Regions from separate parts of the Zea mays genome. Here region 2 is linked to region 1. A link is a contact called in public Hi-C data. All regions are on one chromosome and are shown on one strand. The core of a region is the stretch at or near the end of the contact, and the rest is flanking DNA. Distances in the headings are between cores, read along the strand shown. Region 1 holds the start of LOC100284938. Region 2 holds the start of LOC103653686 (ASC1-like protein 1).

Region 1 (6,807 bases), core at 3,401-5,900:
ATTAAAATTTAGACAGTCAACTAAAAGCATATTTGAGATAGAATGATCTTCGAAATAGCAATTCTACCCAAACCTTTAACTTTCCATTGCTATTGTCTTCAAATGTGATGCTATCATAGCTTGAACAATCTCCCTCACTCATGTGTTGAGTGCATCAACTATCCAACACCCAATGATTCTCTCCTACCTTGTAGTTCACCTACAATAGGAAATCAATCTCTTTTAGGTACCTAAACTTGTTTGGGTCCTTGCATATTAGTGACCAAGGTATTTGGCACACAAATGGATTTCTTCTTGTTGCCAACAATTGGGGTACCAACAAACTTAGCATGGACACCCTTTGCATTATGAGTAAGAACTCAACAATGATCAAAATAAGTAGAGGATACATTCTTGGACTTAGGACATTTTTCTTGATATGTCCCTTCTTGTGGCACTTTTGACACACTTTGTCACATTCCTTCACAAACATGGTCTTTTGCATTGCAAAAGCATTCTTGCCCTTCTTAGGGACATATCCAAGTCCCTCACAGTTAGGTGAGCAATGTTCCTTCACGAACTTGGCCTTACCACCATAAGCCTTCTCTAAATCATGAGTTAGAGTATTGACTTTTCCTACTAACACTTCATTCTCAACAATAATTTGTGATACATCACAAACAACATTATCATTCATGAGAAGATTGTTACATTTACTACAAAGAGTGTTAGTAGGATGTGGTTCACTTGTAGGACTATCAAGTAAGTCACAAGTGACTCCAACATCATCTGTGACCACCACGATGCCAAGCACATAAGATGGTTTTTGAGCTTCAAAAAGCTTCTCACAACTTTCCTTTAGACTGTTGTGAGAGGTCTTTAGCATCTCAAAAGACACTTGAAGGTTTTTATACAAATTCTTCAAGGTCCTAATTTTTTCTTTTTCTTTATTCTTGTGTTCATCAGCCTCACCCAACATTTTAACTACATCATCATCAATACCATCATCATCATCAACATAATTATGTCATTTATGATTTTTACCTTAGCATCACCCTTTGCCATGAGACAATGTGAAGATGAGAAGAGTGAAGGGGCTTCATTGATGGCGTTGTCGGCATTGAGCTTTCTCCTAACACTTCGTTGGAGATGTTTTGGTCAAATCACTTCTCACTAGCATGGTCACAATAGTGTCATATTTCTCCGGAAGGGATCTAAGAAACTTATGAGTGAAATTCACATCCTGTACATCAAGACCAAGTCTTTTGAGGTCATTCACAATCTCATTTAATAGGTTGAACATGTCGGATATGCTTTCATACTCTTTCATGATGAATTTCTCAAACTTCCCTTTGCACACATATAGTTTGGAACTCTTCACAATTTTTGTTCATTCATGAATTTCTATTAGCTTTGTCCAAATCTCATGAGCGGTTTTGAGATTCTTGATTCGATTGATCTCATTGATGTCTAGAGCATCATACAATACATTCATAGCTTAATCATTGGTTAGAATATTCTCATTATCACTAAATGTTGGCTCATCTTGCTTCAACACAACAAAACCATCTTTGACAATTGTCCAAGTCCTTCCACCCACTACTCTAAGATGCATTGACATTCTTATTTTCCAATACTCATAAGTCTTCCCATCAAAATGTGGTGGTTTTCCAATGTGCAAATTGTTGTTACTAGCCATTTTGTCCAACTCTGGGATGGTTAAATCCACAAACAATGGAGTCCTTAGCTCTGATACCCCTTGTAGAATCTAGGACATCGGCTAGAGGGGGTGAATAGACAGTTTTGACTAAAATTAAAGACACTAGAGAAATTTAATCAATACGACAAGAGATATAAATTTCCTAACTACAACAAGTAAGCAACTTATAGGAGACAACAATAGCAATGTTAGAAATGAATACTAATTCAATAATCACAATCAAATGCAAGGAAAACAAGTACTAGGGAAATAGAGAGACGCCAGATTTTTTCCAGTGGTTTCATTGATTTGTCGATAACCTCCAATCCATGTCGAGGTGGACTCTAAGTTCACACTTGCTCCTCTATCAAGAGACGGCATGATCTTTGAGCCAAGGGACAAGGAATCTCTCAATACCTCGGTTCCACTAGCATCGCCTTTGTCGCTCCGGCGAGGTAGGCACAAATCCCTCACAACCACCATCACGGCTCCTCCACAATCATCACGGAGAGCTCGACGGAGACACCACAAAGCCGTCAAGGAGGTGACAACCTCCAAGAGTAACAAGTCGATGACGCTTGCTCGGTGTGCCACCTAGTTTCTCAAGATCACAATGATGCAAATGCACTAGGAACCCTCAATCAGTCACTAGGATGCAATCTCAAGCAATATGTGTGAGTGAGTGAGTAGGAAGGTCACAAATGTGCTTAATGTGTGCTAGGAATGGCCAAGAGAGGTCTCACACACAAGCACCACTTCTATTTATATGCCTCCAAACTTTACTAGCCATTATGTGCAAACAAAACATCTTTTGCGCACACGCGGACGGTCTGTGCCCTCTGGCCGGACGGTCCGCCGTACCAGTAATGGCTATAAAGGTCGTTTCAATCTTATCAGAGTTGTCAGAAAAAGACAGGTACAGACGATCCGTCGACCCCGGCCGAACGGTCCGAGACCTAGCAACTTAACACACTTAAGCATTGACCAAGAGACTTTACATTGGCGGATTGTCCGCCCTCCAAGGCCAGACGATCCGCGACTTTGAGTCAGTATTGTCCGAGCCAAACACTCGGACAGTCCGTAGTACAAACACCAAAAACAATATAGTCCCTGCCCAATTCCATTTTGGCACCTACGGACGGTCCTCGCCCTCTGGCCGGATAGTCTGCACAAGCACACAGTGACTTGTGTAAATCGGAAGCATCCCTAGTCAGGACTGAGGATGGTCTGGCGCCAAGGCCCTTACGGTCCATAGTACAATCACTTCGGACCACACCGAAGACACCACATTTGAACCTCTCTGAGTAGGTCAAGGACGGTCCGGCCACCTCTCTCGGACTGTCCATAACACAGACAATTTACTCAGTTTTCAAACACTCTTTTGAAAATATTTTAAACCTCAAAATCGGAAGTGTTGTTAGTCCTCATGCAAATGCAACAACTAGATGCTCTGGGGCACTAATTTTCACACAGATAATTGTCATTGATCCCTCTTAATGGCATGGCTATCTAGCCTACTAATCCAATCAATTTCTTCTCTAAACACCTGGTGACCGGTCAAAAACAAAACATATGTTATACCTTTGCCTTTATCGGATCCACAACCAATGTTTTAAGTCTTTAAGATTTTTGATAAGGATCTTCTCCCTGTGGTCCAACTTGCATTCTTATTTCTCCAAGAATTGTTAGTCCACATATGGTTATCATTAATTACCAAAACGTCACTTAGTGGACTAGATGATTCACAACCCCTAAGTGAGCCAACAGAATGTTTAGGAGTTATTCTGATCCCAGTAGGCCTAACAATTAGTTATTTGAACAAAGGGTATGTTTGTTTGAGATTATAATCTGCCCAAATTATATAATCTAACTTATTTGAACTAACACTATCTACCCAAATTATATAATCTAACTTATTTTGGACTAAGTGTTAGTTTAAATAAGTTAGTTTATATAATCTTCTTATTTGAACTAACACTATCTACACAAATTATATAATCTAACTTATTTTGGATTAAGTGTTAGTTTAAATAAGTTAGATTATATAATCTATTATCTAGACAAATTATTACCCCGCAAACAGGCCCTAACTAATGTAAAATCTCATTTCATGGTCGAGGAGTCAAACAATGTTTTTATTTATTAAAAACAATATTAATATTTCTATCTTTAAATATTTTTTGTTATAAAAAATATATTTCAGTGATACTCATTACACACTCTAGATGTGAGGTGTTAGCTATTTTCTGTATATAGTTGATTAAGTTTGAAATTGTTTAGTTCCTTAAAAAGGAGACTTGCATTCTTTTTTTTATTCAAGAGTGTGTTCTTTAGCCGCTCCACTATCCGCGTGATTGGTTCACCGGTGCCAGCGTGCAGCTGCATGCGCGGAGTTTTAAAGCCTGATTTGTTTGGTAGTTGAATGAGTGAATGCAGGCACACTGCATACAAAAAAGCTGGTGAGTAGGGCTCCACATAGTAAGCCGATCGCTGCGTATGCGGGTATACAACCTGCATGCAGGCCGCCTATAAGGGACACACATCACGATAATGCTTTTTAGTTTGTTTTTTATTATATTTTCTAATTAAGAGATTTAATCAGCGAACCGATTTCATATTTATATTTTTAAGATTTTTATGAACAAAACTAAATCATTAATACTATTATCGTATTTGAAAAATTATTTATACATTCTTCTCTAATTCATGTTTTCGTGCAAGCATCTAAACAAAGTTTATCTTAAGTCTACACGAGTCTATGTAAACAACTAAACAAAGTCATATACATGAATTTATCTTAGTTCTATCAGTACTGGCTAACTCATATAGGCCTGGCTCGACTTCTACACCAACCAAACATATAGTATGTGATCCTAGGAACTTGGCAAAATCACCGCCTTTTGCTCGAAATAACAAGTCAAATGGGCCCGGCGATCGTCCACCTCCCTGAACCTCGCATCGTCACCGGTCATACCCTGCCCTCTCCTAAGCCTGGGCGGCTGGACCAAGGACGACGACGATGCGTCCATGCGCGCACCTCGCCGCGCTCCTCCTCCTCCTCCTCCTCGCCGAGACCGTCTCCTCGCGCCATGCGCATGCCCCGGCGGGCGCTGCGCAAGACGTGGCCCCCTCAGCGCACCTGCCGCTGCCGTGCCTGGAGGAGCTGCTGCCGTGCACGGCGTACCTCAAGACCACCAAACACCCCTCTCCCACGTGCTGCACGGCCATGCACAACGCCGCGGCGGCCGAGATGCCGTGCATGTGCCGCCTCTTCGCCGACCCGGAGCTTCTCGCCACCTTCAACGTCACCAGGGAGCAGATGTTCAAGCTCCCCGCCCGCTGCGGCCTGCCCGTCGGCTGCCGTACCGGGGCCTCCCACGAGCCTGGTTAGTCCTTCTCTAGCCTAGCCGTAGCCGACCGCCGTTGCGTTTACCCACCCCCGAGCCCCCATCAGATGACACCTGACACTATGCAATGAATGCATGCAGTCGTGGAAGCGCCGCCGCCGCCCGCCCCGGCACAGCAGCACCATCATGGTGCCTCGTCGAGGGGTGTCCAGTTCAGTAGCATCTGGAGCCTGGTGGCGTCGTTCGTTTTGGGCCAGATGATCCCCATGGCTGCACCATTTTAATTTAGTCTGTTCTGCATCGTTCTGTTTTATCGCCTCAGTTAGCTATAATGGACAGCGACAGAATACATTTCAGATGTAGTAGTGATAGGCACTGCATGACAGCATGAGTGCTGCTTGTTAATACTAATAATACAGTATTAACTGAACAAAATGGATGATGAAACAGTAGCTCATTCGCCTCACTCAGCTCCATAATAATATAAGGTATCTAATGATTATCAGACTACTAGTACAGAGGTGGAATTGAGAAAGTAATTTCAGGTTTCACCTATCAATATGTTTCTGAACATGTGACACTAAACATTCTTTCTGAATCTAGAAGCCAGTTAAAAGCGCGCAGATCATATATGGAGCATCGATCAGAACCGATGATTGAATCTCAAATCTCTACGTCCGACTAAGGTTACAACACAATACAGGATGCAAATGGGTTGCTCCAGGCACAAGCAGCGTCCCCAGGCGTGGGAGTTCCCTGGCATCTAAACACGCCCTGAAGAATTGAGTCGAGTTACAGCTCCGATTGCTAAAGTTGAAGGTTTACATGGCAGATCTGTGCAGAGTACATGGAAAAACTAGTTACAGCAGATTAGGTCTACATATTTGCACCGAGGGCGATAGTGGTTCTACTCCTCTTAACCTTCTGCAGTTAAATGTCGAATACAGAATGCGCCAGCTAGTTGACTGTTTCATGGCCCCTCATCGCGGACGGACTAGTGGCTCAACAGCTGTTCTGAAGAGAAGAATGTAGGCCTTGTCAACAGAGAAGTACAAGAAACCTCCCAGGGAGTGAGTGACATAGGAACCAAAGCTTGTTCCAACAATGCAATGCCAAGCAGGACCATATGCCGTATCAAATTCCTGCAGGAAGATGGAAACAATATCATCTACCATTAACAATGAGAAGATCGATCGATCAATCGCAGAGTCACCAAAAATTCAAATCCTGGGTTAAATAACTAATGCACAACCAAATTTCTGGGAAGCAATAGCCTCAAGTAATCAGCAGATTAATGGAAATGAATACTAGAACCCAGATTATAACTAATAGTAAGAGTCAACACTAACAGTTATATATCATATTAAGGATGCACAGAGCTACAAATGATTTTCTACGGTTTCCAGGAACACCAAATGGTCAATATAAAAGAAGAGCAATGCTGCCTTCATAAACATAGGAGGGAGGACATAATATTGCACTAAGTTGTAAGCTTGAAAACCCATGAGAAAACAGTCATTTCAGTTGTAAACCTATAACACATCTATTCATAGCGACGAAGTCCAAACAGTTATGTAGGACTAAAATAAATTATTGTACACACAGAGCATAAGAATGTTCTGGGAAGCAATAGCCTCAAGTAATAAGTTATGATGCACACATGGCATTTCATGACTGTAAATCTCTAACACTGTCACCTTCCTCATCCAGATCGCCTCGGCTGTACTGATGGAAAATTGAATTTGCTAAAGGGCATGCAACGAGTCGTAGGCAGGATGTAAA
Region 2 (7,079 bases), core at 4,316-6,815, 750 kb after region 1:
GGGGGTGAAAAATCCGGAGCCGCTGTTGTGCCGTCGCTGGCGACTTCCATCCAACTCGGCGAGGGGGCCTCGCGGCGCTGCTCCTCGCCGGCGCCGGCCAAGCTGGGCTCGAAGAGGCCGTGCTCGAGCGGGTCCGGAGGCGGACCGCTCTCGGTGGCTGGAGGCAAGGAGGTGGGCGCCGACGACTCATCAAAGATCCAAGGAGCGGGTGGTTCCGTGGGTGTTCGTCGCCGTCGAACCGCCATCGCCAAGAAGCTGAGAAGATCCACGGCGCCGACGAAGGAAGCTGGGGAGAAACGCAAGCGCATCTCGACGCCACCGTCTTCATCGTCTTCCATTAGGTCGGGTGGTCCAGATCTGAAGAAAAAAAGGTAAACATTGAAGATCGATTTTGCTTTCTACGATTCTAGTACTTCAAATGCTACAACTCGTCCAGATCTAGGGTTACGGATTTAGGGTTATACATTCGATGGATGTAGGATTCCTTGAGCATTATGTTTTGTGTTCATAAATTTGGTTGCCATTACAGAAAATTTTATTGTGGTACAAGAATTCTCTGTTGTAGTCATCGATGTGTATTTACAAATACATGGGGACTGTTTTAGACAGACTGAATCATGAGCACTATGCTATCTCTTGATAATTGATGTTCACATTAACCAAATATCTTTGTGCTACAAGCTTTGTTGATATAGGAATCGAGGTGTATTCACAATGACTTGGCCAATGCTTTTGACACACTCAATGATGACCACTAGGTTTTATCTTCATAATTCATGTTCATTACTCATGTGCTGATTTGAACTGCCTACTGCCAATACTAGCTGCTCCGGATTATATTTATCATCAACTAATGTAGCAAGTAGGCCACAGTATACATAAAATTATCACCTACATATATTAACACAACCATATGTTTTATGTAGACCATGGATTCGGAGAACGCAAAGCTCCGAAGAGCACTGGCTCATTTAATCAGAGTAGTGGAGCAGCGTTGTGCCGACATCGTCGATGTCGTCCACGGTGCCTTCCAACCAGTTAGCGGACCAGTCCTCAATGAAATGAATCGTGCTTTAGTTCAGATCGAGGACCTCGCCAAGGACCTTGATCACCTAGCTCTGGAAAAAGACTGGGAGATGGAGCACATGGCCCCTTCTCCAATTGCTGAATCATCAGAAACAGAGGATGAGCTTCTGCTTGATTATGATTCAGAGTTGAATCCTGACGATATCGTCGGCTACGACGATGGACGCGACTACTCCACCGACGACACCTATCCCTACTAGATTAGCATGCACCTAAGGAATATGTGTATGTGTTAGGTTTATGTGAGTCCAACTAGTCTTTTGTATGTGAACACAACAGATGTGTGTCACAAGTGAGTGGTTTAGTTTATGTCATGTTTATGTTGTCGACACCTATCCGGACGCGATGTTGATGACATGTTTATGTTAACGTGGTCTGTTAAATGTTATGAACTTTGCAATATATCTAGTCTGCACCACTTCTGAGTTTCTTGTGCCTGTCCTGTTTACTTTCACATGGTTCTGCTTTCATTTCACATGGTTCTTATGTGACTACCTTGAATGTACAGCATGGGTACGGATTGGAACCAAGTTATGGCACAATATGGCAGTTTCCTATCTGAGGATGATGGCACTCAGTTTGACAACACTCCACTTCCTCCTCCGCCTGATATACCAGCCCAGGCCTCACCAGCACCACCTCCAGTGAAGAAGCCTCCTCAACACACAAAGCTAGCCAATTTCATGTCTGAAGAGGATATGAGGGTTTGTCAAGCATGGTTGGCTGTCAGTTGTGATCCGATTGTGAACACTGGTAAGAAACGTCAAGGATTTTGGAATTGGATTACAGAGGCATACAACTCTCGTAGAGGATCAATGCCAGAGAGGTCTACGAAATCTCTCATGAGCAGGTGGGACAGTATCAAAACTCAATGTTCTACCTTTGCTGGATACATGATGGCTGTGCTTCGACAAAACCCAAGTGGCATTACTGAAGCAGATAAGGTACGTAAATGTTCGTAAATGTTCAGAAGAAGCTAACAGCCTTTTGTAAGTAAATGTTCGAGAAAACCAACTGATTTTCTTTTGCAGACTTCGCTTGCGGCTACTCGTTTTGCTGCTGTTGAAAAGAAGCCCTTCCATTTCTTACATTGCTGGTCCATATTGAAGGATCAGCCTAAATGGATGGACCAGCACATGGGCACCCAAAATCCTCCACCCAACCCAATTGGTACCCAATCAAATACTATTGACTGTGATGCTACTGAAGAATCAGCTCATCAAGCTTTACTTCGAAGAGGTCGCTTGGTCGTGATTCAGCCAAGGAAAAGGCAAAGAAGCAAAGATCAGAGAACACATCATCCACTGATTCGGAGTACCTAACACGAATGGGTGAGCTCTCTTTGGAACGGTTATCTGTCTACAAATCAGTAGCTTCAACTGAGGAGAAGAAGTTGGAGTTCATGAAAAAATAGGAGAGGCAGAAACTGATATTGGAGAGGAAGAAGCTAAATTTAGAGAAGATGAAGATGGAACGACAAAAGGTGAAGGAGGACACGGAACAGGAGGTTCTCATATTGAGCATGGATTTGACAAAATGTAACCCCCTTCTTCGACAGTACTACGAGGCAAAACAACAGGAGATTCTGGCAAGGGTTACTGGAAGCTCGTCGTCAAGCAAGTGAAAGTTGATTGTAGTGGTTGAGGAAGTACTCTTATTTGTTTTCGAGAACAATTTTATGTTTCTGCACTCGACAATTTTATGTTCTGTGATATTAGAACTCAGTCATGTTGCTTAATAATAGTAGACTTCTTATATCATTCGTGAATTATAGCATTACACATTGGCCAGCTTCGGATTAGTAGAAACATTCATCTGTTTCTATTATTCATATTTTTGCATTACACATAGCACAAACATAAACTTCATCATACTTAACACATAGTAGCTTCGGAATAACGGATCCGACGACATGACAAACTTCATACTTAACACATACTAGCTTCGGATTAACAGAACTGACGACATAACACACTAGACATGACAATGACAAACATACTTAACACATGGCAGACATAAACTTCATACTTAAGCAGCTCCGGATCCAAGCCGTGCCCAGTGGTGGTGGATTAGATCAACCTGCAACTGATTATATTTGACTGGATCATGTAGTTGGTCGTACCTGTTGTTGATGTACTCATTGCGCTCCGAAATGGAACCATGACTAGTATCCGCCAAAACTCCGATGTTGTCGAAGCTTGTGTTCAAAGACGAAGGACCTTCATCTTCTACGATCATGTTGTGCAATATGATGCATGTTTTCATGATATCTCCAATGTGTTGTGGAGACCAACCATATGCAGGACCACGAACTATGGCCCATCGCTTCTGTAGTACTCCAAATGTTCGTTCAATGTCTTTTCTAGCAGACTCTTGAACAGTGGCAAAATGTTGGGTCCTCACATCATACGGATGACAGATTGTCTTGACAAACGCTGGCCAGTCCGGATAAATACCATCTGCTAGGTAATATCCCATGTTGTAGGCGTGTCCATTGACGGAGAAACTACTGGTGGACTATCATCATTAAGATGCGAATCGAACAGGTTTGAACGCTGAAGAACATTGATGTCGTTACAGCTACCGGGCATGCCGAAGTATGCATGCCAAATCCATAAGTCATATGAGGCAACAACTTCGAGGATCATTGTAGGGTGTTTACCGCGACTGGTAAACATCCCCTTCCATGCAGTTGGGCAGTTACGCCACTCCCAATGCATGCAATCGACACTACCAAGCATACCAGGGAAGCCGCGTGATTCTCCAACTTGGAGAAGCCTAGCGATATTAGCAGGAGTAGGTTTCCTAAGATAATACCCCCCCAAAAGCAGTTTGGATGGTAGTGCAAATGTGTTTCAAAGCCTCATGTGCTGTAGATTCTCCAATTCGTACGTACTCGTCAACGGCATCCGCAGGAACACCGTATGCAAGGATACGTATGGCAGCAACAACTTTCTGAAGGGCAGATAGGCCTAGCTCACCGGCACAGTTTGGATGTTGAACGAAGTACAGATCCACTTGTTGCACAACAAGAACGAGACGCTCGAACACATGGCGACGCATGCGAAACCTATATTGCAAACTTTTTTTAGTACAATTGTCAAGTACGTACTATGGGCGTTAATACATGTGCGTATGAATAAACATACCTCCTCCGAAATTGTGCATCCGTGTAAACCGGTTGGGCGCAAAAGTAGTCGGCTCGGATTCTTGCATCACCACTGATATGGTCACGATGGATTCGAACACGACCGGGAATGGAACCAGCGTACCGACACTCGTTAAGTGCATGACGCCTACGATGTTGGTACGTCGCAACCTCGAGCTCATGGTCTTCATCTTCCATGTCTTGTGCCATCCTAAGAAAAATATTGGAATCTACGAACCGCTTCATTGTTGTGGATGAGTGTATGCGAAGTGTGAGTGAAGTGTTGAAGTAGTGATTATTTATAGAAGGGATAGGCTTGGGAGAGAAGCCATGCTCTTGTCGTGCAGCCGAAGCTAGACAATGGCTTGTTGAAGAAGTGTCGTGGCTTACGGTGGAAGCATGTGAATTCGTAAACATTTTTTCATACGATTCAAATATTGTGTCACGTTTTTCCACAATAATTACACACAACATAAAATGCAATGTTATTTATTTTGTACATTTCGAAATTATTAATGAACCATAGTTTTTAGATTATTATTTGTAATATTATTGATTACAAATTTTTTAGCATCCTTTGAGTACCATTAAATGGGTACAAAACAAAGAAAACAGAAAAAGAAAAGGAAAAACGAATTCTGTTAACACTGTAGCTTTAGGGGAACGAATTTAGGGGACGTTGCTGGAGACACAGAAGATATAGAGGACAGAATCTTTTAGAGTGTCCTGTAAAGTACAGAGAATATTCCTTTAGGGGACGAAATTTAGGGGACGCTGCTGGAGACAGTCTAAAAAGAAATAAACTATATTAATTCCACCTTTTGTCCCTCCTTTATTTCAGTTGCACTGATGGTGGAGGAATACTAGGAGGTATTTTGGTCCTCTTATGATTCATTTAATGTTTTTTAATATTTTTAGTCCATAGAACCAAACATAGACTAAACTTTAGTCTCCTACTTAAACTTTAGTCCTGGACTAAAGAAACCTAACGGGCCCTTAGTCTTAATTTTAGTCCTTCCATTTAACAAAAGAAGATACTGATGACTGTTTGGTAACTCTATTTTCTCAAGAGATATTAATTTCCCAAGAGAAATTAGTTTATTTTTTTAGGAAAATAGGAATTCCTTAAAAAATAAAGTTGTTAAACTAGCTTTAAATGATATAAAAACAGGGATTAATGTTTAGTCCATCTAACGGTCTAACTAAACGAGGCCTTAGCGAAAATCCCCAAGTTTTTAGAATTATCCGTACAGGTTTTCCGGCAGCGGCAGGGTCGCAGGGAGGCTCAGGCCCAAAGTAATCGCCAAATGGCAAAATAGCAAATTTCTCAAACTAATCGTACAGTAGATGGGCGCGAGTAAAACAGAACACAGGGAGAAGAACCGGTGGCAAACGAACAGGGAAAAGGGTAAATTCGCTTTCAGAGGCAAGCGCTGCGTTGCCACACAGCGGGAATCCTGCCCAGAGCTGCCGAATCGGGTCCAATCCCGTCGACCTTTCTGGCCGCCGCCGCCACTGGACTCCATCCAGAAATTACCTTCGATTCGGCCGGGGCCGTGGGAGCGGGGATGGGGCTCGGGGAGGCGGCGGGGCGGCTCCTGGCGGCCGTGGACTGGGAGCGAGAGGCCTACCCGGCGTACGACGACTTCCTCGCGCTCCCCGTCTTCGTCCTTTTCTTCCCCACCGTCCGCTACCTCCTCGACCGCTTCGTCTTCGAGGTGCGCCTGCACTCGCCGTCTTTCTTTCTTTCTTCCGTTGTTTCAAGGTCTTCGGCTCTGCGCTGGACGCGAGCGCGTAGCCTGCTGCCGAGAAACTCGCCTCAACTTTTTGCTGGGTCCCCGGGCTCTAATCGCAGCTTGTACAATTGCCTCGGCTAACCTGCTTGTCTTGTGTGCAAGGAGGCGCTATTTTTAGTGATCTCATCATCTAACCGTTGCGTGCATTGGGTTAATTTGGTTCATTGTTTTTTTTTCCTTTTTAAGCAATCAAGCTTAAATGATTTGCTTCTACTCAAGATCTAAAATTACATCTTTTCTTTTCCTTTTCCTCTCATAGCAAAATTTCCCTCTCCTCGACCTATGTTCACTGAAATATGCTTACCGTATGGGCACCATGTTTCTCAACGAGAAATGGTGGTCCCGGAATCCAGGATTAGTCCAATGCTGATGCTATGCAGCTTGCGCATAGAAGGTAACGGGAGTCCATGGGATGCTTGTTCTTTTAACGTTGGTTCTTGATATGGAGGGAGTAGCCTGGTTGGTTGGTTTGCTGCATCGAGCAGGTCCCTTGAAGAACTTGTTGGTTCGTACATCACTATGTTGGCAGCTGTTCGTACTGACTTGTTAAAAGAGAGTCGCATTATTTACATCCAATTGGCATACTATTTCTAGGATTAGTTGCTCTTTTAGTATGGTAAACTTAAGTACAGTTGGTTGCTCTTTTAGTTGGCTGACCTGTTTAGAAGGTCTTCTGTTGGACAACAGTTTCTGGAGTAAGAGATTCCTGTTTTTTTAATCAGTTGGTTGAGGATTTTTAGCTACGAAAATAAAGTATAAATCCATTTAAATGCTACAATACCTGTTGATTACGATATCACGCATGTTCCAGGTGTGGAGCGTGAGAACAGTTCACTTCACCTTCATGATTTTCTGGGACCATAAATTTCGCTGAGCTTTATATATTATATCTGTTAAAGTGCCTTTTTGGTTTTGTATGTTAAGTTTTCTGTTTTGCAATAAGGTGTTATTAAAATTTTCTAGTGCTAGCTATATGTATGAGCATTCAGACCTGGAAAGTAATTGTAGCCAGTCAGCAGTTGCATTTTAGCATTTGGACACAAGTAATG

Evidence for each region. Hi-C and Micro-C count contacts between places; a contact is called where the count stands out from the background.
Region 2: a Hi-C map of ear shows a contact between it and region 1, with 4 times the contacts expected there. The contact joins the promoter of LOC103653686 here to the promoter of LOC100284938 in region 1. A contact is called at or near these places in 2 of 25 Hi-C or Micro-C datasets (ear and tassel).

Annotation. Positions count from the first base shown.
Region 1 is chr4:131,384,814-131,391,620 of Zm-B73-REFERENCE-NAM-5.0, forward strand. LOC100284938 reads left to right here and starts at 4,651. Exons shown (of 2, transcript NM_001372151.1): 1 at 4,651-5,064; 2 at 5,167-5,460. The coding sequence starts at 4,698. The coding sequence ends at 5,309. LOC100284151 reads right to left here. Exons shown (of 2, transcript NM_001157048.2): 2 at 5,656-6,167. The coding sequence ends at 6,006.
Region 2 is chr4:132,134,033-132,141,111 of Zm-B73-REFERENCE-NAM-5.0, forward strand. LOC103653686 (ASC1-like protein 1) reads left to right here and starts at 5,566. Exons shown (of 7, transcript XR_565642.3): 1 at 5,566-5,952.